Linked DNA regions of Mus musculus: regions 1 and 3 are each linked to region 2. Evidence: chromatin contacts called from public HiChIP or PLAC-seq and Micro-C data. All regions are on one chromosome and are shown on one strand. Each heading gives the region's core, a stretch centred on a gene start, on an enhancer-like site or on the middle of the called end of the contact. The rest is flanking DNA. Distances are from core to core; before and after follow the strand shown.

Evidence for each region. A called contact is a pair of places that touch in the nucleus more often than the background predicts. HiChIP or PLAC-seq counts read pairs in DNA pulled down with a chosen protein or histone mark.
Region 1: a Micro-C map of the HL-1 cell line shows a contact between it and region 2, with 3 times the contacts expected there. The contact joins two enhancer-like sites. A contact is called at or near these places in 2 of 39 promoter capture datasets (3T3-L1-derived adipocytes and pre-B cells), 3 of 484 Hi-C or Micro-C datasets (the HL-1 cell line, cardiomyocytes and nephron progenitors) and 1 of 9 other capture datasets (pancreatic islet).
Region 3: an H3K27ac HiChIP or PLAC-seq map of the NIH/3T3 cell line shows a contact between it and region 2, with 2.4 times the contacts expected there. The contact joins two enhancer-like sites. A contact is called at or near these places in 2 of 15 datasets of contacts at CTCF or cohesin (the NIH/3T3 cell line and embryonic stem cells), 8 of 484 Hi-C or Micro-C datasets (the G1E-ER4 cell line, the HL-1 cell line, astrocytes and 4 more), 4 of 115 datasets of contacts at active chromatin or transcription factors (the NIH/3T3 cell line, VIP interneurons, cardiomyocytes and 1 more) and 1 of 9 other capture datasets (adipose tissue).

The regions. Positions count from the first base shown.
Region 1 is chr3:122,942,292-122,947,092 of GRCm38.p6, forward strand. All of the region lies in intron 14 of Usp53 (ubiquitin specific peptidase 53), which reads right to left. Among named protein-coding and RNA genes, the nearest start is that of 1810037I17Rik, 20 kb to the left of the region's middle. Within about 2 kb of position 1,285, at least 35 of the 459 cell types and tissues checked have an H3K27ac peak or open chromatin away from gene starts, as enhancers often do. A contact at or near this core is called in the HL-1 cell line, where this site is marked.
Region 2 is chr3:123,017,215-123,021,981 of GRCm38.p6, forward strand. All of the region lies in intron 3 of Myoz2 (myozenin 2), which reads right to left. Among named protein-coding and RNA genes, the nearest start is that of Myoz2, 15 kb to the right of the region's middle. Within about 2 kb of position 1,812, at least 24 of the 459 cell types and tissues checked have an H3K27ac peak or open chromatin away from gene starts, as enhancers often do. A contact at or near this core is called in the HL-1 cell line, the NIH/3T3 cell line and heart atrium, where this site is marked.
Region 3 is chr3:123,101,612-123,105,927 of GRCm38.p6, forward strand. The region is part of intron 4 of Synpo2 (synaptopodin 2); the gene reads right to left. Among named protein-coding and RNA genes, the nearest start is that of Myoz2, 69 kb to the left of the region's middle. Within about 2 kb of position 2,965, at least 45 of the 459 cell types and tissues checked have an H3K27ac peak or open chromatin away from gene starts, as enhancers often do. A contact at or near this core is called in the NIH/3T3 cell line and heart atrium, where this site is marked.

The DNA.
Region 1 (4,801 bases), core at 35-2,534, 75 kb before region 2:
GACATAAAAACAATTACAATGTTGAGCTTTTTAAAGAGTTCTTTACTGAAATAAAAGTGAGTGTGTAGTGCAACAACACACACTCACACATATGAAATGTGTAAACTCACTGCAAAACAATGGAGTTTTCATCATCAAACTCTCTATGGCCTGTGTTTTGTAGCCATCAGGAAGCAAGGAGCATTTACTGAACTTGCAGGAATTGTTCCTTTCACTGAGTCCTGCTGTGATTTCTGGCCAGCCTTTTACTGTTTCCTGTAATACTTGGTTACTTAGACTTTTATCAGACTTTTAAAACAAGCCAGGCATTTTGATATGGGAAAGGAAAGTTATTTCCTTAATATAGTGTTTCCTCCTGATAGCATACATTTGATGAAAACAAAATAAATTAGCAAATAATCATTTTCAAGGCTTGTAACCTGAAAAATAATCTCCACAAACACAAACAAGGACTAAAATGTTTTATAATTGGTTTGTGGCTGCTCACTGTGAAAATTTACACCTCCTTTCTTTGAGTTCTAAAACTTCAGAACAGTTTCCTTTATTTTAACAGCACAGCCCCTCTTCTCCCACCACAAGCGCTCATGTTTGTTTGGCTTACAAGCTACTATATATTTTTAGCATATCACCTGTAACAATGCCATATCACTGCATAATTTCCAAACTAAAGCTTTTCTAATGATCACTTGTTAATCTTTCTTAACACCTATGGTATCATTGTAGCTATTACACAGGCATCCGTAAACCCACACTCTCCCACTGTCCCTGGCATTGTTGCAGTTATTATACATACTTAGTTCAGTTCCAGCACTTAGAAAACTCATGTTGCCATCCTTAAAACTAGGATTGCTTGAAGCATTGCCATGGACGGTGGGTATAAGTCCAACTTCTAGTGGCACTAGAAGTGCCACTTCTAGTGTAATGTTTGAAGAGCCCAGAGATGATTCTGTGTTGTATGGTCTTTTCATTCCTACAACTACACTGCTTCTGTGAGACACTGGCACCTAGGAAGATACCCTGTGCTGACCCTCAGTACACATGTATGAATAAGGTATAGACTGTGACAAGACACTGAAATCTTGAAGATATTACCACTTGTAAGTATGACAGTTAATATGTTAAGAGTCACTTAGGAAATTCATCTCTAGACATGAACATGAAGGTTGCTGAACTGAGGTGGGAAGACACGTGCTAACTGTGGCAGCACAGTCCACAGACTGCAGCCCTGGTCTCAGTATGAGCATTCATCTTTCCCTGCTTCCTAACTGCAGATGCAGTGTGACTCAGCTACCTCCAGTTCTCACGGTCATGCTATTCTGGCCACGCGGAGCTTGTTGGGAATAAGCAAAGGAATGTGACTAAGTACTGACATTTTACTTCAGACTCCGTTTTACCTAAGCTGACCAACTCCCTCTCTAAGCAACAATGGTTCCTCAAAACATAATGCCTATTCCTAACAACAGAAAGAACCAATAGATTTGATTGGTTGGGCACAACCACTTATATTCAGTCACTTGACAATGATGGAACACTTGGGAAAGTCCCTAATCCCGAAGTGCTGACTGGTGAAAATTACAACTGTAACTTGGCCCAGATGCTCATGGGTTTTATGTGTATAAACCCTGCTTCAGCCCCTAGTCGAGGGCTGTCAGAAGAAACAAGCTTTTGGAATCCCTGTCTGGTGTCCTGATTAATCAGCAACCACTTACCTGGTGAGAATAATAAAGGATTTTGCTGTTTCATGGTATATCCCCTCTCCATCCTCAAGGTGCACAATGGTCACAGTGTAACAGGTATTTAATACTCTCAAGCTATAAGCCCAGGTAACTCAAGCTGCCTTATCAGGTATATCACAGCAACACTAAACCTAACTAATACTGTAACCTAGAACCTGTATATCCCGGCTGATGATGTTTCCTTTTCTCACTCCTTTAAAAGTCTCAGGCATGGTCTTCCCCTATGGAAAGGAGCCAGCTCGGGTTTTCCATTTGGGATAAGGGGATGCTCTGGCACTTTGGTCTCACTTTTGGTTCACAATTTAAAGTAGGGAGCCTCTCTATACTCTGGCCTCAGTTATGGTTTGCCATCTGAGGTTAGGGAGTGCAGAGACTTCAGTCTCCACCCTAGGTCATCCCACAAGGTCAGGGAATCAGCAGAAAATCCAGCATGTATTCTCTACAGCTCTTCCTTATTTATAGAGAAATAGTAACTGTGGCAGGCCACTCTGTTTCCTGGTGCTCATGTCCTCCTTTCTTTCCTCCATATCGTATCCAAACTGTCACAACTCCCACAGTATAGTACCCATGATCTAGATAAAGTTCCTGACACACAATTCAAAATAAGTTCATAACAAGCTAAAGAGAACATGCATATATTCAAGAACACAAACTGGATAAAAGAAGGAAGTCAGTTTAGATTATGAAAATAGAAGTCAAAAGGAAATAGAAATATTGAAGAAAAAACAAACTGATAGAAATGAAAAACACAATAGGTCAAGTCAAAGTGCAGTGAAAAGCCCTGCCAATAGAAGGGATCACATGGGGGACAGAACTTCAGGACATGAAGGCAAAGGAGAGGAATAGGATCACACAGATATATACTTAGGGAAAATCTTTAGGACACTATGAAAGGCAAATTAATGAATTATGGGCATGGAAGGAGAAGAATAGGAAATGTTTTCAGTAAAAATCACAGAAGATCATTTCCCAAATCTTGGAAGAGAAATGCCTATCCAGATACAAAAACATCATACAGACAGGATAATAAAAGAAACACCCATGCTACAGAGTTAAAACACTAAATTTATAGAACAAAGAAAGTACATTAAAAGCTGCAAGCAATAAGGACCAAGTTGGACTAGAAAAGAAACAGCCATGTCACAGAGTTAAAACACTAAATATACAAAACAAAGTTAGCACATTATAAGCTATATGCAAAAAGGATCAAGTGACATACTAAGACAAGCCCATCAAAATAATTGCTAACTTCTCAGAGGAAACCTTAAAAGCTTGAAGACTTGGAAAAATACGCAACTCAAATTCTTAAAAACCACAACTGTCAATATACCCAACAAAACTATCTATCCTAAATGAAGGAGAAAGGAAAATTTAGCATTACAAAGGCAAGCTAAATGTAACTTATGACCAAATAACTAGCCTAATAGAGGCTACTGTGAGGAATTTTTCAGACAGAAAGGAAAGATTAAAAGGAAAGAAACATAGTCAAAGAAAGACAAGTTATACAAGAGGACCAAAACCAAAGCCAAACCAAAACAAAAAAACCAAGCAACCAACCCAACAAACAAACAAACAAAAAAAAAAAACCCTACAAAATCAACAGAAAGAAAAGAATCAACATACACTTTTATGTCCTAGGCACAGAGAGAATCTAGCAGATAGGATTAGAAAACAGAACCCTTCCTTTTGTTGCTTCTAAGAAATATACTCTGCCATCAAAGATACATTGTCTTAAGGTAAAAGGGTGGGAGTTTTTAGAAACAAATAGGACTGAGAAAAAGCAGACATCCCTATTCAAATACCTATAAAAAAAGACTTCAGAGTTAAATCTAACCAGAAGATATAAAGACAGTTCAAAATCTGTAAAGAAACAGCCCAACTAGGATATTACAATTCTAAATGCACCAAATACAGGCTCACCAAATTTCATTAAACATATGCTTCTTTAATAAAAACACAAATTTATCATACTGCAGTAATAGTTGGTGACTTCACTATCTCAGACTTTCACCATTACAGTCATCAGATAATAAAGCCACACCACATATCAAATGGAACAAAGAGACACTTCAGAACATCCCACCAAAATTCTACAGAACACAAACTCTTCTTAGACATCCATGATACCTTCTCCAAAATGGAATTACAAACTAGGATACAAAGCAAGCCTTAATACAGAGAAAGTAAAGCAATCTCTTTTATATTTTATCTGAGATCACAAGGTAGTAAGACTACAAATCGATAGCAAGAGAAATTATAGAAAATACACAAATTCATGTAAAATAAACAGCACAATATTGAATGAATGGAACATAAAAGAAATCAAGAAGGAAACTGAAAAATTCCTAGAATTGAATGAAAAATGAAGACACAATATACTAAAACCCATGGGATACATGATAGTCCTAAAGTTTATAGCTCTAAGTACTGATAGTAAAAAAATCAGAAATATCTCAAATAAACAACCTAACTATATACCTTTAGACATCTTTTGAATATGATACAGCTGCTGCCATTATGAACTCTCTGTGTGCACATACATACACACCAAGTCAATTTTAGAGTGTATTTTAACAGGCTATTCAGCTCCTCAGAGTGATGAACTAAAATCACTATTGTGAAACAAATGTGAAAAGCACACATGACTAGACAGTAGGCATAAAAGTTTGATTTCTTTATCCTGTTATTATGACACATGCATACCAAAAGAAAATGCATTTGGAATTACAAAGTTATTTAAAATGTTATCTGCATTTCTCCATTTGTTTTGTCTTACTCTATTGGATGGCCGTTGACATACAATCCTTGTGTCTTACTTAAATTCCTCAGTGCTGGGATTTCAGGCACAAATCACCTGACTCAAGTCAAAATAATTATTTTGGCCATATAGGATTTTCTAAGGTGTTCTGGTTAGTCTTATGTCAACTTGGCATAAGCTAAAGTCATTTGAGAAGAGGAAACCTCAATTAAGAGGAGGCCTCCATAAAATCAGGTTGTAGGCAGGGCTGTACAGCATTTTCTTAGTGATTGATGGGGGAGGGCCCAGCACATTGTGGGCAGTGCCA
Region 2 (4,767 bases), core at 562-3,061:
GGGTGTGGGGACTGCCCTTGAGTGTAGTTGACTAGGTGTCACAGTATTGAAGAAAATTGATTTGCCCTCTCTCTGCAGCATTCAAATACCAGGAGCTCAAGCTAGGGTTGGGACCTCATGCCCACCTCCCCTCTTCCATGCTGGGGTTTTGTCTGGCTTGAGCTTTCTCAGGTGTTGTATATTGCTATCACAAGTACTGGGAGTTCATATGTGTATCTGCCCTGCTGTGTCTGACAAACACTCTTTTCTTAAGGCCTCCACTGCCTCCGACTGTGAGAATCTTTCCAACATCTTGTCAGCAATGGTTCCTGAACCTTGATAAGAGGGTTGTGATATAGATGTCCCTTGTAGGGCTGAACATTCTGAAGTCTTTTAATCTCTTCATATTAGAATCTCTATGGTAATTGCTGTCCACAGCAAGAAGAGGCTTCTCCCATGAGGCCTGAGGAGTGCACTGATGGCTATAGCAGCAACTCATTAGGAATCACTTTAATGCTATGTCTTTTAGCAGATTACAGTAGTAAAATTTCCCCTAGGGCTCATGACCTTTGTAGCCACAAGTTTTTGGCTCTGTTGACACTATCATATATAAGTTCTATCTCTTGAAACAAGTCTTAATTCAATGAAAAGGTAGTTGGTTACTCTCAAAATTTTTCTGCCTTCTTTGCATGACATCAGTGGGCATGTCTTGCTAGGCCAGTCATTAATCTCATTTGCAAGGGTCCCTGCTGGCCGTGACCTATGTTGGCTTTTCTCCTCCGTTAGCTTTCAGCTTTATGAAAGGCAGACAGTAGGGAGGAAGCTTCCAGTTGACTAACTAGCTGGATTCCCCCATTTTTATATACTTTTTATTAGGTATTTTCCTCATTTACATTTTCAATGCTATCCCAAAAGTCCCCCATACCCTCCCAACCACTCCCCTACCCACCCACTCCCCTACCCACCCACTCCCATATTTTGGCCCTGGCGTTCCCCTGTACTGGGGCATATAAAGTTTGCAAGTCCAATGGGCCTCTCTTTCCAGTGATGGCCGACTAGGCCATCTTTTGATACATATGCAGCTAGAGTCAAGAGCTCCAGGGTACTGGTTAGTTCATAATGTTGTTCCACCTATAGGGTTGCAGATCCCTTTAGCTCCTTGGGTACTTTCTCTAGCTCCTCCATTGGGGGCCCTGTGATCCATCCAATAGCTGACTGTGAGCATCAACTTATGTGTTTGCTAGGCCCCGTCCCCCATGTTTTATAAGACTCCAGCATATGGTATCTTCAGCCTTGGGATCTTACTGTACAGTTCTAGAAGGTAACTAATACCCTGTAATGTTTTAATGAAGGTTGTGTGGCCCTCTTTGGCTCATAGTTTTATTATATTAGTGTTGTATTTTATACTTAAGTTTTAGAATCATTAGAATATAGAAAGTTTTCCAATTCTATAGCATCTGAACAGCTGTCGTTCCTACCATGCCTATAAACAGAAAAGCGACATGTATTTAGCTACATAAACTTAAAGAATGTGTGTGTGTGTGTTTTAAAGAAAATAAAATTCTGAAAAGAGATACTTCTCCTTTAAGGTGTAAGTGAATTTGTTGTAGTCTTATAATTTAGGATTGCCTCTATGGCAACAGAATAACACCTTTAAAAACTTTCAGTTTGTTTCCAATTGTCTAGCTATTGTGAATAGATCAGAAAGGAACATAGCTAAGAAAGTATTCATTGAGTCAGTCCTTTGGGCACATGACAAGGAGTGGTACTGCTGGGTCATCTGGTAGTCCTATTTTTAGCTTGGTGTGAATTCTTCATAATGATGTTCATAGTGACTGCATGGATTCTCAATCCCACTAACAATGACTAAGTGCTCCCTTGTGGAGAGAATATCTCGTGTATTGTATGGGTACGTTGTCTGTCAATTAAAAAGCCTATAGCCTATTGCTTAGGCAGGAAGTAGAGGTGGAACATCAGGATGAGGAAGCATTCTGGAGAGAGAAGGTGGGAGAGTCACTGAAAAGATGTGACAAGGCAGATGCATGGTACCTGAGCACAGGAAACCGGCCACATGGCAGAATGTAGGCTAGAATAAATGGGGTATTTTAAGTCATATCTAGTCAGAGAAGAGCCTAGCTATATGGCCAAGGCATTCAAGGTGTCAATATATTTTGAGTCTGAGTCTTATTCCTGGGAGCATGGGGCTGAGAGGAAGAGCCAGGGTTTAACTTCTACATCCCCTCCCCCACATCCTCATCAGCATGTGCTATCAGTGGTTTGCTTGATCTTAGCCATTCTGACTGGGTCGAGACGAAATCTCAAAGTATTTTTAATTTTCATTTCTCTGATTTCTAAGAATGTTGAACAATTTTATAGCTCTATCTTAGCTATTTTGATTTGCTCTTCTGAGAACTCTCTGTTCAGAACCATAACCCATTTTTTAAATAATAATAACAATAACCCAGGTCATTCGTTTTCTTGACTCTGTTTTGAGTCTTGGTATATTCTGGGTCTTAATCCTATCTCAGATGTATAGCTGGCAAAGATTCCCACTCTGCAGTTTCTTCTCCACTCAGTTGATCAATGTGCATCCACACGGTGAAATATTATTTAGTTATAAAGGAAAATGAAATCATGAGTTTTGAAGGTAACTAATGGAATTACAAACTATTATACTGATGAGTGTGGTGACCTGCCACACACTTCAAACACAAGAATGAATTTGACCCGGAAGTCTTCCTGAGGACCAGTTCCCCAAGCTCTAGGAAGCCCTTGGGCCACAAACAGCACTGAATGCCTCTTCCACACTGTATGCCTCTCCCACACATGGCCATCTTCATGTGTACACATGTTTGCTTGGAATCTAATTGAATGCTTGTTTTTACAAAGCCTTATATAATATAATTATTCTATGAGTATTTGCTGAATTTTTAGCGAGTAAATCATCAAATCCAGCTAATTTCTTTTTGCCATAACTTTCTTAAACTTTGTTTGTCTTTACCACTTTAGTCTTCAATGTGCATATCTTTCTTGCTTATTTCTCTTTCAAAACTTATTTCATGGACTGGAGAGATGGCTCAGAGGTTAAGAGCACTGACTACTCTTCTGAAGTTCAATTCCCAATAACTACATGGTGGCTCACAACCATCTGTAATGGGATCTGATGCCCTCTTCTGGTGTGTCTGACAGCTGCAGTGTACTCATATACATAAAAGAAATAACCCTTATTAAAAGCCCCTTATTTTATTTTTGATTACATGCATGTGTACCCGTGTATGGGTCTGTGCGTGTGAGTGTGGTTGTCTACAGAGGACAGAAGAAGGGTTTGCAACCCTCTGGAGCTGGAGTTACAGGCAGTTGTGAGCTGCCACGTGGATGCTGGGAACTAAACTCAGGTCATCTGCAAGAGCAGCAAGTGCTCTTGACTGCTGAGTCACCAACCTTCCTCATTTTTGTCATATAGACATCTGCCTTCTGTTCATTTCCCACCACTTACTTCTCTTGTAGTCAGTTGGAACACAATGTGTCTATGTCTGACATGACTCCAACCTTTAGAAATTCTTCCTTACCTCATGTTGAATACTGTTCAAACTCATGTCCGGCCATTAAGATCTTGGACTTGCCTCTTACTTGTACCAGCACATTTCCAAGATCTGGTCGCACATATTCCCGTTCTTTACTGCTCATCATGTTAAGACTGCTGCTTCATCTACTTCCAGTGAGCCTCCTCTGTTCACTATCAAACCAAATCCTAAATCCTCCATGTCTAACTTCAATTTCCTTCTTCTTTCTAGTGTATCATAGCAAAAATGCCACCACATCTGTACAATCTCAACACTCCAACTGCATCTGCAACGTTCTTTTATGGCCTCTCTTTTTTGTTCATGTCAAACAGAATTTTGTTACCACATTCATAGCACTGTGATTTCCCAAGGGTAATAGTCTTTTTAAATCTAGTTAAGCAAATTTTTTTCTGTAAGTTATACATAAGGACTATTTTAGCTAGGTGTAGTGGTGCACATCTTTAATACCAGCACTCATGAGGCCGACACAGACAGATCTCTATCAGTTTGAAGCCAGTCTAGTCTACACAGTGAGTTCCAGGATCACAGAGTGAAACTCTGTTTCAAAAAAGTCTTAAATGCCATTTTTAATAATTACTAAATGTAAATCATTTTGCATACATACATAACTTAATGTTTTACATTTTGAATTTATCATCTACCTCAAGTATTTTACTGAATTTACTATATTTATATTTTACCAGCTTCAAGTATACATTAAATGGCTGTTGAGTTAATGTGGAAGGTTCAAAGCATAATGCATAAAACATCACCATTTGTTACGTGTCTAGATGTCTATAATATGAATTTCACCTATGGGGACAGGGAATCCTACCCACATTCATTTTAGGAAACAGGACATCTCCTGCGGCTTAGAGCGAACTGGAACATCCACTCTTTGGTTAGTCATTAGCAGGAAGGCCGCAAGCCTTCTATTATCATTGTTTAGTGTACAAACAAAGCCCTGTGATGTCCAGGTGATGAGTGATTGTGGCCTAAGCCTTAAATTATGGTGTTCCCACCAGAAACCATCTCTGTTTCCCATCAGAAAGGTAGAAAAGACAAGCGAAAATGTGGTTGTTAATTTACTGAGGTTGACCATAAAATGAAAGCAGTGTCTTCTAGGCTCAAAACATACAAGTTCAAAACAAATATGCAATTGCATGATTTCTGTAGAAATAACAACAAAAAAGATTTGTTGTAAACTTTGTACCAAATATAAAGA
Region 3 (4,316 bases), core at 1,715-4,214, 86 kb after region 2:
GAAAGGATGTAGGGGCCATAGGACAGGGAGGAGAAGTATAAAATCGGCCATTGCACTTATGGACAAAGACTGTGATTAATTCACTTTGCATGTCTCTCTGGTCTAAATGGTGAGGTTTTTCTTTTCTTTTTTTTTTTTTTTTTTTTTTTTTTTTTTTTTTTTTTAGTGACATCTTTCTGTGGTGGTCTGAATAAGAATGGCTCCCATAGCCTCTCATTTGAGTGCTTGTTCCACAGTTGACGAAACTGTTTAGGAAGGGTTATGGCAGAGATGTGTCACTTGGGTGTGGTCTTTGATGTTCCAAAGGTTCCGAGGTTCTTAGCCTTCTCACTCTCTGCCTTGCACCTATGGATCAGAGGTAAGCTCTCAGCTACTGCCCCAGTGTGGTGACTGCCTGTCACCATTCTCTGGCCATGATGGTAATGGTCTCTAATGCTCTGGAACCATGAGACCCCAGATTAAATGCTTTTTTTTTTAATTAGTTGCCTTAACCATGGAGTTTTAGCACAGCCATAGACAAGTAACTAAGATACTTTCTTATTTAAGAAATTTTGCAGCCTGATGGTGGTGGGGCACCCCTTTGATCCTAGCATTCGGGAGGCAGAGGCAGGGGGATCTCTGAGTTTGAGGTGGATCTAATCTACAGAGTGATTCCAGGACAGCCAGAACTACACAGAGAAAAGCCCTGTATTTAAAAAACAAAACAAAACAAAAAAAATTTCATTTTAGAGAAAAAGGAATTCTATAAAGTAGGTAAGAATTGTCAAGTGAAAAAGTAGGTAAGAATTGTCAAGTGAATGATCAATTTTCTGAAGTAGATAAAGGATAGGTAATTGTAGCCTAAGACAGCAACTTGTAAAGGCAACACAATGTCTAAGCCCTTCTAAGCATGGGGCCGGGGCGGGAGGAGGAAGGAAGTAGGAGAAGAAAACAGAAAACCCCCATAATGTGCATGTCTGAAGTACTTATGCATCTAATCTAGCCATTAAAAACCAAAAACACCAGAGAAGGAGTGGGAAAGAAGTTTTTAACAAATAATCGAAATGTTCCTCTCAAACTTCGCTTGATTTGTGGCTTGGGAATCATTTTATCCGGCCATGGTGGCTATGTTTAATCTCAGCACTCAGGGAGGCCGAGACTAGAAAAAAAAAAAAAAGAAATCATTGTATGGAATATTATTAGTCTGCCACTCTCTCTCTCTCTCTCTCTCTCTCTCTCTCTCTCTCTCTCTCTCTCTCTCTCCCTCCCTCTCTCTCTCTCTCTGAGATGAGAATGAGAGAAGAATTAGGGAATCTTACTTCATAGTCTAGGTTGGCCTGAACTCTGTTTCAAAGAAACCTGATAAAAAGAAGGAAGGGAAGTATGGCTAATTAACATTCAAAATGCTTCAGAATTCTTTGATTTAGATCAATAAGAATGTTTTGAAATCTCACTTCCAGAGAGATTTCAAATTTTAAGTTAGTCACTTTAAAAACCACTTTTGATTGGAGTTAGCAGGTCTAGGTCCCCAAACCAAGGGCAGCTTTTCTTTGACAATCCCTTCTCTGAGAGTTACAAAGATGCTGAAGCGCTCAAGACTGTCTTAAGTGATAAAACTATAATTCTGCTTCTGAAAAATATTTATCTCACCCTTGATGTGTAGTGACTGATCTGACAAAATCAGATCTTGAGGCTTCTCCTATCTTTAATAAAACAACAAGGACAATACTGGAAGTCAGTTGCTGAGCCACAAACTTTGGAATGGCGGTCTGGGAAGCTCTACGAGGGAGAAGAGTCTGCTGCCACCTGGTGGACGCTAGGCGTAATCACGTTTGCTTTAACACCTCACAGAGTCCGAGCAGGCCCACAGCCCTGCGTGGTTTGGTTGTCTTTGATGAGGGGAGCCTACAAACTATTAAGAGTCTTAAAGGACTGTTAGACAGGTGTTAGAAATGCGTTTTATAAAATGAGGTGCACAAACAAACAAGTATCAGATGACAAATTCCTGGCTCCCACCCAGATCTAATAAATAAGTATCCAAGGTAAGGCCATGCCAATCTTTACTCCCATGGAAATGAAAGTTGGAAAACGATGTAATAAAACACAAGAAAGACATACGGGCATGGTGGCTTATCCTGTATCTCATACTTAGTTCCTGACTTGCTTTGGTTTGAGATGCGGGGGGGGGGGGGGGGGGGGGGGCACTCATGAAGCCCAGGCTAGCCTCCAAATTCGTCTATAGCTGAGGGAGACCTTTAACTCCTAATCTTACTGCCTTCACCATTGCACCATTATGCTGGCTTTCAGCAAGACTTTCCTAATTCAGATTCCAGCGTCGATGGAGCTCATACTAGGCTGCCGTGAAGAATTAGTTAGCCATATCCAAACATTGACAAGCAGGTCAGGTATTCATCCTTGGGTGCTAAGTGTGGGAAAAAAAAAAAGAAAAGAAAACTCAAAATGGCAGATTCATGCCTTAGACTGACACCTGGGGTATCCAGGTTACTCAATAGTGGATCTTATTCTGGAGTGAGCAGTTGTTGACGGCATTTATACATTTGAAACACACTGGGGAAAAATGACCAAGGGTAAACCAATTCAAGACCCAGTTGTGGCTTTTGGGGTTTGGCTGTTTGGGGCCCAGTTGTGTTTTGTCTTTAGCTATGACTAGACGTCACACATGAAAATCTAAGCCATTTCTGTTTCATTATATCCGAAACAAAATTCCAAATCCAAGCTTGTTTTGATTTGTGATTCTTTTTTAAAGGTCGAGTCTTCTGAGCTCCGACTTCTGCTTCTGACTCATAGACATTCTAGAAGTACCAGAAAATCCACAAAAATTCCCTGGGCGGAGGTGGTCATGTTGACGTCCCTCCCTGCATGGCTTCTGAGGCTTGTGTCTATGCCTTCCCAGGCCCTGGGCGCTTGCTCTGTGGAGACCTAGATTTCAGTCTGGCTTTGGAAAGCAACCATACCTCTTAGGCAAGATCAAGTACTGCAAAACAGGTCGGGTCATTGACCCTTTGTCCCCAGAGGGAGTTGCAGCAGGCCTGGGGACAGTGAGGTGCAGTGAATGAATGGGTCAGTGGGTGTTGTCAGGGCAGGAACACACAGTGAGACTCTATCTCAAAAATAAAAGGGTTTGTGTGCGTGTGTGTGTGTGTGTGTGTGTGTGTGTGTGCACCTCTGTGTGCTGAGAGAGTATTTGCATCATCTCGGGTAATCCCACATGGAATTTACTTAAGAGGTGATTATCTTTTGATCATACCAAATCAAACCAGTCCCTTTTTCCTCCCCAGCATCAGGGATGGATCCTGGAACCTCATATTTTCTGGGCAAGCACTGTACTGTTGAGCAATGCCCTGTCCCCAAATCACAGCTTCTTAATTCCTAATTTTGCGGGAATTTTTGTCACTCGGTATTATTGTCACTAAATTTGAGGGTTTTCTTTTGTTCTTTCTCACGGATCTCCGTTTTCTCTTGGTCCTCTACGGTCCTGGTAGCAGTGAGCACAGTCTGGCACATACCAGCCTACAAGGGCTGGGAATTTGTTTGATGGAGTCTGTTCAGCACACTTGTCTGAAATGTAAGGTGTGGTCTACGGTTGCTTGGAAGTATTTGACAGGGACTGTGCTGGCTAATTTTATGAACTTGACACAGACTAGAGACATCTGAGGAGATGGAGCCTCCATTGAAAAAAAAAAAAAAAAAAACAAAGGGCCTCCAGGAGGCTGAGCTACAGGCAAGTCTGTAGGGCATTTTCTTAACGAGTTCTTGATGAGAGAGTTCAGTCCAATGTGGGTGGTGCCACCCCTGGGCTGGTGGTCCTGGGTTCTATAAGAAAGCAGGCTGAGCAAGCCCCGAGGAGCAAGGCAGTAAGTAACATCCCTCCATGGCCTCTGCATCAGCTGCTGCTCTATTTGAATTCCTGTCCTGACCTCCTTCAATGACAGACAAGAATGTGAATGGGTAAGCCAGATGAACCCTCTTCTCCCCAGCTCGCTTTTGGACATGGTGTTTCTTCACAGCAATTATAAGCCTAAGACAGGGAGGGTTGTCTGTCTTGGGGGAATCTTCCAATGGGGTCTGCATAGCAGGAAGGGTTGATCCCCCCACCCCAGGTACATCTAGGGTGGCTGCTGCCTCAGCTGGAAGTGTCACCCTCACAGGTCCCAGTGATAACTACTCGTCTTCTTTGAAACACTGGAAGCTGGCGAGTCTCGCATTATAATTCTGCTTAGTAGTACTGTTAGGATGCCCAAAGTGATGGGTTTTGAATTACCCAACTATCTAACAGGAAATTTCTTTGAATTCTCTCGGGGGGGGGGGGATGCATA